Regions from separate parts of the Pan troglodytes genome. Here regions 1, 2 and 3 are each linked to region 4. A link is a contact called in public HiChIP or PLAC-seq data. All regions are on one chromosome and are shown on one strand. The core of a region is the stretch at or near the end of the contact, and the rest is flanking DNA. Distances in the headings are between cores, read along the strand shown. Region 1 holds the start of ZNF460 (zinc finger protein 460). Region 2 holds the start of ZNF17 (zinc finger protein 17). Region 3 holds the start of ZNF548 (zinc finger protein 548). Region 4 holds the start of ZNF329 (zinc finger protein 329).

Region 1 (3,193 bases), core at 242-2,741, 870 kb before region 4:
ACAGAGCAGCCCCAAGGGCTGCTGGGTGCCCATGTTTATGGTTATTTCTTAGTGACTTGCTAAACAAGGGGTGGATTATTCATGCCTCCCCTTTTCAGACCACATAGGGTAACTCCCTGACATTGCCATGACATTTGTAAACTGTCGTGGCACTGGTGGGAGTGTAGCAGTGAGGACGACCAGAGGTCACTCTTGTCACCATTTTGGTTTTGGTGGTTTTGGCCAGCTCCTTTACTGCAACCTGTTTTATCAGCAAGGTCTTTATGATCCGTATTTTGTGCTGACCTCCTATCTCATCCTGTGACTCAGAATGCCTTAACTGTCTGGGAATGCAGCCTAGTAGGTTTTAGCTTCATTTTACCCAGCTCCTATTTAAGATAGAGTTGCTCTGGTTCATATGCCTCTGAAAAAACCATTTAAATTTAATTATAAGAGTCTGGCCAGAGTGGGTGGCTCACGTCTGTAATCCTAGCAATTTGGGAGGCCGAGGCGGGTGGATCACCTGAGGTCGGGAGTTTGAGACCAGCCTGAACAACATGGAAAAACCCTGTCTCTACTAAAAATACAAAATTAGCCAGGCATGGTGGCGCACACCTGTAATCCCAGCTACTCAGGAGGCTGAGGCAGGAGAATCGCTTGAACCCGGGAGGCGGAGGTTGCAGTGAGTGGAGACTGTGCCACTGCTCTCCAGCCTGGGCAACAAGAGTGAAACTCCATCTCAAAAAAAAAAAAAAATTTAAGAGTCACAAATATGTGAAAAAGAGAATGATGTCTTTATCAATTTTCAAAAATTACTATTGCCAATGATGAATAACAGTGTTCCTTGCACACTAATTTAGCCAAAAATATTTCTCCAAAAGTACCGCATCGTGTAGGAAATTGACTCCATCTCCACTCCTTGACTATTTTCAATCTCAAAATTAAATCTCTTGGAGAGTACTTTCTGCACACCTTTCTATTTCCTTAACCATATATATCGTCAAACCATTGAAAGCTGGACTTTATTCTCTCACTTTCATAGTCATGAAAAGAAAAAAAAAAAAGTTCCTGATGGGGACTCCTAAGACTTCGCATAATATAATCTTTGCATAGTCTAGGATTGTTAAAATTCCTAACAAGACTTTATAAACTCTCCTGTCTGCAACCAGTTAATGCTGGGTTGGACCAGGGTTCCCCTCTTTCCCGTCACTTATCCATCTACGCTCATTCTTTTCATAGCCTCACCCAATATCATGACTTGAAGTAACAGTTTACAGTAATAACTCCCAAATTTATATATCCACACTCGAATCCTCTGCCAATGTTGAATCATAGGTTGAGTATATGGCACTATGCTTTGTGGTCTTACTGACGTTTCAAACTGATCATGCTTGAAATGGGAGTACTGGGCTTCCCTGCAAGCCTGCTCCACTAGCGGCCTCCCCACCTCAGGGTACGGGAAGTCCACACGTGGCGAACGCGAAGCCTATTACATCACCCGGAAGTCCCTGCATCCTACGAAGGCTGGGCCCGGCCAAAGGAGGCCCAATAGAGGGCGGTCTGTCCTTTCCCAGCAGGCTGGGCACACTGTCAGGCGTCCTCCTTTGGGTGGCTATTTTAACTGCTCATGTATCCTTTTCTTCTATGAAAAGATCCAGAAAAGAGGCAAAGCAAGCGAGAAGTCGCGGGCCCAGCCCACAGCAGGGTAAGCACCTTTGTTCGGGGTCTGAATCGGGGCGAATATCCCCGCCTCCTGACCTCGATTTTCCTGAGCTAGAAGGCACCTTTCGACCCTCCGACTTGTGCCTATACTAAAGCGGTGGCCCTAAGACGACGCGGGGGTTCTGGTGCGCACTTACGTGCAGTCGGATGCGCTGGGTGAGTTCCCACACCCGGTAGATGTAAGGGAAAAACTGCATTACCCAGAAGGCACTGCCCCTTGCGTCGGCCGCGGACTCTGGGCCATTGACGACCCAGGACAGGAGAGTTTTCTGCCGGCCAGGGCGGCGGAGGCGGGACTTCCGCTTCTTCGTGTGACGTCATCTCCGTGGGCCGGTTTGGCCCTGAAACAGTGTGGGGCCTAGAGCGCTGGGTGGGCGCGTTCTGCGGCCTGAGCAGGGACGGGTAGTGAAGCGGTTACGCCCCTTCTTCGCGTCTTGGCGGGAGCCTGACGCCCCGCTTCTCCCCTAACGAGGTGTCCCACCGGCGCCCGCCGAGGCCTAGGCCTCCGCAGCCGCCCTCCGTCTCCTCAGCCCCGACGCTGCGCCTTGGGCCTTGTGCGCATTTTTTTCGGGGGAAAACTGAGGCTCGGAGTGCGAAAGTCAGCCGAGGTCGCCCCGCCCAGGACAGAGAAGGGCCGTGGTCGGCTGATCCGCGGCATTCCCGGGATGGCGGCGGCGTGGATGGCTCCGGCGCAGGTGAGTGGACGAGGTTTCGGCCTTGTTGCTGCTGTGCTATTTCTAGAGGCCTCGTGGGCAGGCTGGAAGCCAAGACAGCCACAGGATTTTTCTTTGTCGCCATCGTTTATTTAAGAGAAATGGCCGTGGCTTGTCATTTCCTTTATCCGCAGTCCTGCAACAGTGTTGGCCTCTGATAGGTGTTCAGACCGTGGTTGAAGGAGTGATGCTTCCTTCTAGGGATCTCATCACACTTCCCCTAAATCCAACCTTCTCTGTTGCCTGCCAGCCCGTACCCCATCCACCTGGCCAACCACCCCTGACCTTGTCTGTTTGCATTTTTCCCTGGTCCTTTGCTCTTCAGAGCCACCAACCTGACCGTGCGGTCTTCTTCCATTTGCCAGGCTTTCTCCTTGCACTTCCTTTTACTTCGAACACTGCCCCTGTAACTTTGCAGGGCCTCCCTTTCACATCCTTTTGGCATCTGTCCAGGTGTCACCTATTTGGAGGTGCCTTTTTTGGCAATTCCGGCTAAAGCGGCACCTTACACCCTTGCCCAGAGTCTGGTATTTTTGTGTAGATAATCTGATGGTATTAAAGAAGCTTGTGGATTTGAGTTTGTCAAGGATGTAATGGGAACAAAGAAAAATAATTGCAAAGAATGATATTAACTGTCATTGAGTCCTTGCTGTGGGCTGATCGGTGAGTATTATTTAACCCTCAGTTCGTTTAACCCTGAAATTTTTTTTTTTTTTGAGACGGAGTCTTGTTCTGTCGCCCAGGCTGGAGTGCCGTGGCGTGACCTCGGCTCACTGCAA
Region 2 (3,166 bases), core at 128-2,627, 740 kb before region 4:
CTCTTCCAGACCTTCAGTTGGGTGGTTTTTTCTTTTCCTTTCGTTTCCTTCTTTCTCTCTCCTTCCTTCCTTCTTTTTGTAATTTGATAAACTAAATTTCAAGACTTTGGCCAAAAACCAGTCTTCTCCTTTACTGAATATCTCAGTGCTCCATTTTATTTTTCCCTCACCAATTCTGCAGGAGAGATCACAAGACTATGTCCATATCTTTATTTGTGGGGGTATGATTTTCAGCTAACATAGCTGCTAAGTGATTTAATTTACAATTATAGTGGTAGAAAAATAGCTCTAACTTCTGAGGTTTTGTAATTTATTGTAAAAAGCTGAATACAGGACATTTAAAGTGACCTGACAAGGTCAATACAGGACTGAGGACTAATTCATTAAATACGTCTTACATGTCTTAGAGGACCACAGACAGCTAGCAACCCTATTCCTAATGTGTCCCGTGCACTTAGTATTGTACCTGGCATCGAATGAGTGTTCATCAAATATGTTAGAGTAATAAATACGACAGCACAGTTTCCCTATTCAGTTTTACTTTTCTGGTAACTCTTTTAATATATAGTCTTTACCTCTCCCTTCAAGCCGTTAATGCACAATGTTTTCAAGTTTGAAAAAGAATCAGATTTTGGACACCAAACTTGAGTGTGTCCAAGGTTCCAGGACAACCTTAGCTTTTTTCCTCCTATCACAAATATGTTTCTCTATAACTATTTTTGCCACTTTCTTTGGATATCTACATAATCATCATTAATAGTTTCAGTAATAGCCATTTCACAAGAGTTATTCAGAGACAATTTCAACTCTCTGTGCAGACACTGTTGATACAATTTCAGGCGAAATGATAAATCACTTTCCACTAATGAGATGAGATCATGCATTCCCAAACCTTTATCTCAGGAGTAAGATGCTTTCTTTGCACAAGGGCTTTGACTGGTGGAAGGCCACACTATTCTGGCAGATAATGGTAGATAAGTCGCTTTTCCTTTTCAGTTAGGTTTCAGTCTCTTAAAATAAGTGGAAAATATCTCAGATATAAAGTAATAAGTATCATGTGAATAAAGTGTTGCTGGGTAGGCTGAAAGACAATAACTGATTATTCAAAAAGGAAAGATATTACTCCTCAAACTCCCCATCATGCCATGTCTGGGTCTTTTCAATGCGCCCAGCAGAGCACATTGAAGATCATAAAACAGTCTCCAGAGCTTCGTTCTGTGTGTATTTGGCAAGCACAAAAGAGCTGACCGCTGTGCGTGGAAGACCAGTTCTTTATGGTTGGCCATGTTCCTTCGGATGTTCGTCCTTTGGGAACTTGCTGTGCTTTACAGAATCTGAAAGGACAGGTCTCTGAAACATTTCTCTGACTTGTTCTAGACTGCCTTCCGGGAAAATCTGGATGCTTGCCGTTTAAAAGCCAATGAAGCCCCTCCACGTCCTTGGAGCCCCGCAACTGCATTTCTCAACGCCTCAGGAGGATCCTCCTGGCTTTCATCCTGAACGCGAGTTACTTAAGTTCATAAGCGGGGCAGGCAGCGGCCCGGGAACTACATTACCCAAAAGACACAGCGGCGGACACAAGCAGCGAGTGTAGCCAATGAAGGCCTAGCAGAGCGGCGTCTACGTGGGTTCGCAATGCGTGTGGGCGGGACTTCCTGCAACGCCCATGGGGTTGTCAATATGGCTGCGTTGGGATCTGTTCGCCTTCAGACTGAGTCGAGACTGAGGTGAAAAAGCGGAAAAACGCGAGAAAAGGTTTCCCCGTTGTACAGAGGCTAGAGTGAGGCTCGGCTGAATCGGTTGCAGGCGTTGGTGCCTCTGTCAGCGTCCAGGTCACTGCCGCTCCCGCCCCGCTCTTCCCTGGCTGTGCTGGCGGAGGCTGCGCCGATGAACCTGACTGAGGTGGGTGCCGCGTCCCAGGGCGCCCCGCCCGACCCCTCCTCCGAGTGCCGAAGCCCCGAGGAGGGGCCCTGCAGGTCAGGCCCCTGTGTCCCAAAGAGAGGGGCGTTCTTGTGTGGGGTACCGGTGTCCGCGGTGCTGTGAGGCGGGGGAGCTCCTGTCAGGGACCTGCACGTGCGAGGCTTAGAGGCGCTGCAGAGCGGGCGGCGCTGGGGAGCCCGAGCGTCTTTGTCTCCACGGAGCTGAGGGTGAGGCGGAGTCTCGCCTGGGAGGGCAGCGGAGCCGCTGAAAGCCGTAGAAGGCTGTGCAGGAAGGGTTATGCCCAGAGGTAGACGTTTAAAGTTGGGAAAAACAGGATGTTAAACCAGGACAAGGGGACCGCTCAGGAGACCCCTTGAGTTATGGTAGGGATGGGCCAGAGGGGTTGCAGTAGAGGGGAAGTGTGATGAGATTCTGGATGGATCTCAGAGATAGAGTCGACAGGATTTCCTGCTGCATCAAATGTAGCAGTGAGGGTAGTGAAGGGTCTATTCCATGGATTTTGTTTTGGCCTGAAAATCTGAAAGAATGGAGTTGGAGAAGTCAGCTTAGGGAGCAGGTTTCAGAGAGGATTATGAGTTGCATTTTGGAGGGCTGAGATTTGGAGGGCAGATCATGGGTGGGTCCATAAGCCTGACGCTACCTTCAGAAAGGCGCAGACCTGTCATAGGAGGGATTCTGGCTCATATCTGCAAAAACGGAGTTCTGAATGGATTAAGGAACTGGCCTAGGCTGGAGACTGAGGTGTGAGGTGGTTTAGATTTCTGCACCTGCAGACCCAGCAGCCCCCCAGGCCCACTCTGTGGAACAATAGGAAGGTCATCCAGACTAGTGGGGACATTGGTTCCAGACGGGGGTAGGGCTTTCTCACATCTAGTCAAGGGCCTCCAGCAAGCTTCCAGCAACTGAATTTGTAGCAGGCAGGCCTGGTTGCTGATGGGACCAGTAACTGACCTGCTTGCTTATCCCCTCCCTGCAACTTATTTATTTATGAATGTGTAAAACATTTTTTTTTTTGAGACAGAGTCTCGCTCCATCGCCCAGGTTGGAGTGCAGTGGCGCGATCTCGGCTCACTGCAAGCTCCGCCTCCCGGGTTCAAGCAATTCTCCTGCCTCAGCCTCCCGAGTAGCTGGGACTACAAGTGCCCGCCACCACGCCCGGCTAATTGTTTGTATTTTTAGTAGAGACAGAGACCGTGTTAGCTAGTATGGTCTCTATCTCCTGACC
Region 3 (3,367 bases), core at 797-3,296, 760 kb before region 4:
GGTTGGGGGGTTTTATATGAGTTTCATGCACTTGAGTAAGTGGCTTGCAAGAAAAAAAGTAAACAACTTTGGTTCCATTAGTTTGACCCTGTGATTAATGAATATCAAACAGACAAATACAGAATCTAAGAAAACACAGAACAGTCCTGTATACACATAGCAGCTGGGAAACCTATTCCCAGTGTGTCCCATGCACCTATCATTGATCTGAAACCCAATACATATGTGCTCATTGAACATTTACTAGAGAAGTAAATACACATCATCACACAGCTTCTCTATTCATTTTTATCTGTGGCAAGTCTTTCAGTTTATCATCTGTACTTACCCCTCTAAGGAGTTAATGAGCAATGTTTTCAAGTGTGTAAAAAAATTACATTTTGGAAACAAAAGCATAGTGTGTCCAAGTGTCCAGCAGAGCCACAGGTTCAACTTCATTCTCTGACTTCTCAGAATTTGCTGTCTCTCACTCAAACATTGAGATCTTATCTTTTTCTCACATCACAGATCGATTTCTCTAGGGCTTCTGTTTTTTTTTTTCTTTTGGAATAACCTACATAATTACTAATAGATTTCGGTAATTTTTTTATTTCACAAGTGTTTTTCACATTTCGACTCCCTGTGCAAATACAGTTGTAAACACAGGTGAAATTTTAAATCACTTCTGAGGAAGAAGATAGCATCATGGAATTCCACACCTTTTTTGAGGATAAGATGTGATATGCTTCAACTATGAAAACGGTAGACAATGTTGTTCAGAAATAGCATGTATCAGCTGCTCTTGAGAAATAAAAATAAAATTCTAAGCACCCCCTAACTGACTGAATGGATGCCCTCTTGACCATGAGAACCCTAGAATAACTTTGGAAGCTGAATTCACCACTATAGAGGAACGGGAAATCAGACACACCTCATTATATCCCCTACCACACTACAATCATTAGGTTTTCTTCCCTAAGGGCTAAATAGAAATCAACCTTTTAAGAAGACTACTAGCTTATCTTCCAAGGTACAGAACAGAGAGATGAGATTATTCATTCCTTCATCTTTCTCTGAGACATCTTTTTTCTCTATTCCCTTTTCCCCTCATGTGTTTACTCTATCTTATGTAAAATGTAGATTTACTGGGCACTAACTAAAGTTTCACATGTCTGTAATCATTTGTCTCACTGCCAACCCCTCTTCCTTTTTAAGGAAAATGTATAATAAATACTAAACCTCCTAAGAACCTCTTTGGAAAAACCAGCCACAGATGCTTCTGTGACTTACATTTTTCTGGATGTGCCCTTAGGCTGGTCCAGTAATCCTCCATGATTTGTGACTTATGCCTCAATCATTCATTTTGGTCGTCACTCTCATTTTCAGATAGGATTGTGATTCTTAAAATAAATGGAAAATAGATATGAAGTAGTAAGTATTATTAGAATAAAAGCGTTGCACCCTTCGTAGGAACACAATCGCTGACTCTACAGTCAGGTAAGATGTATTCTCTTTGATCCAGAGGCATAGCTTCACCCTTTCAACCTACTTCAGTGTCTTCTGTCATCCTTCCTACAAATTCCAGTCCATAGCCCTAACTGCGTAGTCTTTCTTTCTTCTTCTGGACCAAACATATTGAAGCTTACTAAACAGACGCCAAAGCGTAACTGTATGTGTATTTGAAAAGCAATAATATGGCTGGCAGGCATGAGTAGAGGCAGACTGCCTTTATGGTATGGGGTGTCTCTTTGGACGTGTAGTTATTGGGAATTAGCTGTGCTTAATAGAGTCTTAAGTAATAAGTTGCTAACATTTCTGTAAATATCCTACACTACAATCCAAAAAAAATACCGTATGTTGCCTTTAAGAGCAAGCCAAGCCCCCTCCTGTCTTTGGAGTCGGGGACTCCGTTTCCCAGCTCCCCTGACAGTGCCACTGGGCCTTTATCTGCCATATAAGGACCGATCAACGCTCTAAGACAAGTCCGGAAGCGGTGTCGAAACTTCATAACCCAGAAGACACTGCAGCTCTCGGCGGCACGACTTACCCAATAAAGGCTTAGAAGGGGACGTTTGCGTGCGTGCGTGCGCACCGTCGGAGGGCGGGACTTCCGCCGTCCTCCTGGTGGTGGTCGTTTTGGTTCTGTCTGGTGTTTCACCAACTTCGGCCTATGGCTCTGTCTGACGTCACCGAAGTGACGGAACGGAAAAGCGCGAGAAGCGGCTTGGTTCCCACCACGGAGAGGCGGGAGTGAGTCAACTGACAAGCGCTGGGGACAGTGGCGTCCTTGTCTTGCCTTTGTCGCCCCCGCCCCGCTCTTCCCTGGCTGGGCTGGCGGAGGCCTTGCTGATGAACCTGACTGAGGTGGGTGTCCCGTCCCAGGCTCCCCCGCCCGACCGGTCCTCCCAGTGCTGAAGCCCCCTGAAGGGGCCCTGCAGGTCAGGCCCCTTGTCCCGAAGAGAGGGGCGTTCCTGTGTGGGGTCCCCGTATCAGCCGATTTGATGCAGCCTCAGAGCTCCCGTTAGGGACCTCAGGTTCAGGGCATGGAGGCGCTGCCGAGTGGGCTATGTTGGGGCGTCAGGGGTGTGTGTTGTTTCTGCGGGAAAGAGAGGGTTTTGTGAATTCTCGCTTGGAATGGCAACCTGAGCAGCCAGTAACCATGGAAGGTTGTCAAGGGAGGGACAGTTGGAGGGGGCAGGTCCAGAGTTCGAAGTTTCAAGTTAGGAAAACCAGGTTAGGAATGGACACAGGGAGACGCGAAAAGGCCCTGAGGCCACTGCAGTAGACCCAGGAGAATTATGGTTGGGGCTGGACCAGTGACAGTAGAGGGAGATGTGATGAGATTCTTCATAGGCCTGAAAGATAGGGCCCGTAGGTTTTCCTGGTGCTTCAGTTATGTCTGAACAAAGGCAGTGAAGAACCGTTTCAAGTATTTGTTTTGTTTTTTGTTTTCTGTTTGAATATTTGAAAGAATGGAGTTGGGGAAGTCAGCATAAAGAGCAGATTTCCGGGAGAAGATCACAGGTTGGATTTTGGACATGGTGATTCTCAAATGTCTCAAGATGGATATGTCACACAGACAGGTGGACATAAAGGTGTGGAGTCTGAGGAAGGGGATTGGGTTAGCGATACCAGACGGATGGAGGGCTTGGACTGGGCCAGAGAATGGTCTGAGGATCAGATTGAGTAGGTCGGTCTCGGGTTTTTTTTGTTTGTTTGTTTGCATAAATTTAAGGAGTCAAGTGCAGTTTTGTTATATGGATATATTTGCACAGTGGTGAAGTCTGGGCTTTTAATGTATCCATCGCCTGAATAATGTACATTGTATCCATTAAGTAATTTTTCATCACTCATCTTCGTCTCATCCTTCTACCTGTTTGGAGTCTCC
Region 4 (3,057 bases), core at 64-2,563:
TGGGCTCAAGCAATCCTCCCAACTCGACCTCCCCAGTTGCTGGGACTACAGATGTACACCACCATGCCTGGCTAATTTTTTTAGTACAGATGGGGTCTCACTATTTTACCCAGGCTGCTCTCAAACTCCAGGGCTCAAGTAATCCTCAGCCTCCCAAAGTGCTGGCGTTACAGGCGTGATCCACCCTGCCTGGCCAACATATGTGATTTTTTTTTTTTTTTTTTTGAGACAGTCTTGCTCTATCGCCCAGGCTGGGGTGCAGTAGCGTGATCTCAGCTCACTGCAGCCTCCAAACTCTGCATCCCCGGTTCAAGCGATTCTCCTGTCTCAGCCTCCCAAGTAGCAGGGATTACAGGCACGTGCCACCACGCGCGGCTAATTTTTGTATTTTTAGTAGAGACGGGGTTTCACCATGTTGGCCAGGCTGGTCTACAACCCCTGAGCTCACGCAATCCGCCCGCTTGGGCCACCCAAAGTGCTGGGATTACAGGCGTCAGCCACAGCTGTAGCTTATTTAATGGGGCACTCAAGGCCTTTTGCTGCTGGCTCAACATCCCTTTCAGGCCTTCACTGACCTATGCCACACAGCACTTGCGCCCAGGGATAAAGAGCCGGATCAGCTTCTGCTCACCCCAGTCCTCTTGCCAGAAAGGCCCTCTGGCCTTTGTCCAGTTGCTGGACGCTGCCTCTTCTTTCTGGTTGGTCTCCTCCTCCAGGAGGCATTCGCGAACGCCCCAGTGGAGCCACACGGTCCATGCCTCTTCCACTTATTTCCCCAGGGCTCACATTCCACAACTACTAAATCAACACCGACACACTCATAAGCAGCCCCTTCCTCGTCCTTTTTTTCCTCCTGAGCTCGGGAACGTCTGCTGGGGGTGAGGGGGACTCGCAGACCACCCCCACCCCCGCCCCAGGCGGAGGTCGGGGGCCGTCACCTGGCCAGGTCTCCGGGGAACGGCTCGGGCGGCTGACACCGCAGTCCGCGAGAGGCGAGGAGGATCCTTGGACTGTGGGCAGGATCGCAGGCAGCGGAGGCCCTGCCCAGAAGGCGGGATCTGGGGACGATCCCCATTCCTGCCAGCCGCAGACGCGGAGCCCACAGGAGTCCCCGCAGCCCTAGCCCGTGCACCCACGGCGGAGCCGAGGCCGCGACTCCGGGCCTGTTGGCTGGAACCCGCAGCCGTGTCCCGGGCCGCCCCGGTCGCGGCCACCCCTGAGAGCCCTTGGCCCCGTTGTATCCCGCAGTGGCTTGGGGAGTGCGGGTCATCACGCCCACCCGCCAAGGCGGACGCCGGACCCTCCACTGCGCATGAGCGCCCACTGCGGCGCCGTTGCTGCGCATGAGTGTGCTTCCACCGCCTACATCTCCCAGAAAACCCCGCGGCGCGGCGCTCCACCGCTTCCTCCCTCGGGTTGCGTTAGCCGCGACGATGGCGCCCCCCAGCGGCAGCAGGGAGGCTGTGGGGGTCCTGGGCGTTGCGGTGTGCAGGTTTTCTGGGAGGATACCTGGCGCCGACCTTGAAGGGACCCCAACGTGAGAGGGAAAGACGCCCGTGATGCCAAGCCTTGGGCAGCGGACAGCCAAAATCCTGAAACCCCGCGGTGCTCCCTGTGATTCACTTTCCAGAGGCCCCTCAGTGCCCCGACGCTGGCCCGGAGGGCGGTCGCTATCTTGAGACTGAAGCTCACTTTCGGATCCTGGGCGTTCTTGCCAGGTTTTTCATTAATACAGAGAAAACCAGTGGCTTTGTGACAGTTAGTTTTGAAACTCCCTGAGGAGGGCCGAGCGCAGTGGCTCACGCCTGTAATCCTAGCGCTTTGGGAGGCCGAGGTGGGCGGATCCCCTGAGGTCAGGAGTTCAAGGCTAGCCTGGCCAACATGGTGAAACCCCGTCTACTAAAAATACAAAAAATTAGCCGGGTGTGGTGGCGGGCACCTGTAATCCCAGCTACTCAGGAAGGCTGAGGCAAGAGAATCGCTTGAACCCGGGAGGCGGAGGTTGCGGTGAGCCTAGATCGTGCCATTGCACTCCAGCCTGGGCAACAAGAGCGAAACTCAGTCTCAAAAGAAAGGGAGAAAGAGAGAGAGGAAGGGAGGAAGGAAGGAAGAAAAGAGAAAGAGTCTCTGAGGAGCAAGCAATTCCCTCAGCCAAAGAGGTAAGAACTGCAAAATTGATAAATATTGCATGTACCTTACCCCCAAATTTTATTAAGAACATTTTCAAACATGCAGAAAATTTGAAATGATTGTGTGGGCCTGGCACAGTGGCTCACGCCTGTACTTTCTGCACTTTGGGAGGCTGGGGAGGGAGGGTCGCTTGCGCTCAGGAGTTTGAGACCAGTCTGGGCAACATAGTGAGAACTCGTCTCTACAAAAAAATTTTAAAAATTAACCGGGCTTCGTGGCGCGCGCCTGTAGTCCCAGCTACTCAGGAGTCTGAGGCGGGAGGATCCCTTGAGCCCCGGGATGTTGAGGAATGATTGTACCACTGCACTCCAGCCTGGACGACAGAGCGAGACCCTGTCTCACAAGAAAAAAAAAAATTGTGTGAACACCCACGTACCCAGCCCCTGGGTTAGATAATTAATATTCGACAATATGTGCTTGATCCAAGTATCCATTATTGCATTTATTTCGATAGTAATTAAACAGGAGATTGAGTGACTATGGGCCAGCCGTGGAGGCTCATGCTTGTAATCTCACACTTTGAGAGGCTGAGGCAGGAGAATCACTGGAGCACAGGAGATCAAGCCTGCAGTGAGCTGTGATTGCACTTCAGCCCAGGTGACACAGTGAGACCCTGTCTCACAATAAAAAAATAAAAATGAGTGACTAATGGATTCAAGCCAATTAGCATCTGCTTATTAGCACATATGCTTTCTAGTTACATAAACTGAGTCAAAAGATTTCATTTCTCTAAAATTTTGTCATTTAACCATCAGAGTAGAGTATAACATACAGGGATGTATGAGGACTGCATTAGCTAATACCTGTGTGCTCTGCATGGTAAACCTTCAATGCAAATCCGCTGTTTAACTACTGAAGCACATTTCG

What was found. HiChIP or PLAC-seq counts read pairs in DNA pulled down with a chosen protein or histone mark.
Region 1: an H3K4me3 HiChIP or PLAC-seq map of stem cell-derived excitatory neurons shows a contact between it and region 4, with 4 times the contacts expected there. The contact joins the promoter of ZNF460 here to the promoter of ZNF329 in region 4. A contact is called at or near these places in 1 of 7 Hi-C or Micro-C datasets (stem cell-derived neural progenitor cells) and 1 of 1 datasets of contacts at active chromatin or transcription factors (stem cell-derived excitatory neurons).
Region 2: a contact with region 4 is called in an H3K4me3 HiChIP or PLAC-seq map of stem cell-derived excitatory neurons, with 12 times the contacts expected there. The contact joins the promoter of ZNF17 here to the promoter of ZNF329 in region 4. A contact is called at or near these places in 2 of 7 Hi-C or Micro-C datasets (blood and stem cell-derived neural progenitor cells) and 1 of 1 datasets of contacts at active chromatin or transcription factors (stem cell-derived excitatory neurons).
Region 3: a contact with region 4 is called in an H3K4me3 HiChIP or PLAC-seq map of stem cell-derived excitatory neurons, with 5 times the contacts expected there. The contact joins the promoter of ZNF548 here to the promoter of ZNF329 in region 4.

Annotation. Positions count from the first base shown.
Region 1 is chr20:60,218,473-60,221,665 of NHGRI_mPanTro3-v2.0_pri, forward strand. ZNF460 (zinc finger protein 460) reads left to right here and starts at 1,492. Exons shown (of 3, transcript XM_003316698.7): 1 at 1,492-2,396. The coding sequence starts at 2,367.
Region 2 is chr20:60,349,628-60,352,793 of NHGRI_mPanTro3-v2.0_pri, forward strand. ZNF17 (zinc finger protein 17) reads left to right here and starts at 1,378. Exons shown (of 4, transcript XM_063802299.1): 1 at 1,378-1,902.
Region 3 is chr20:60,327,979-60,331,345 of NHGRI_mPanTro3-v2.0_pri, forward strand. It overlaps ZNF548 (zinc finger protein 548), which reads left to right and starts at 2,047. Exons shown (of 4, transcript XM_003316727.6): 1 at 2,047-2,343. The coding sequence starts at 2,329.
Region 4 is chr20:61,091,780-61,094,836 of NHGRI_mPanTro3-v2.0_pri, forward strand. ZNF329 (zinc finger protein 329) reads right to left here and starts at 1,314. Exons shown (of 4, transcript XR_010153990.1): 1 at 632-1,314. ZNF274 (zinc finger protein 274) reads left to right here and starts at 2,100. Exons shown (of 5, transcript XM_009436586.5): 1 at 2,100-2,159.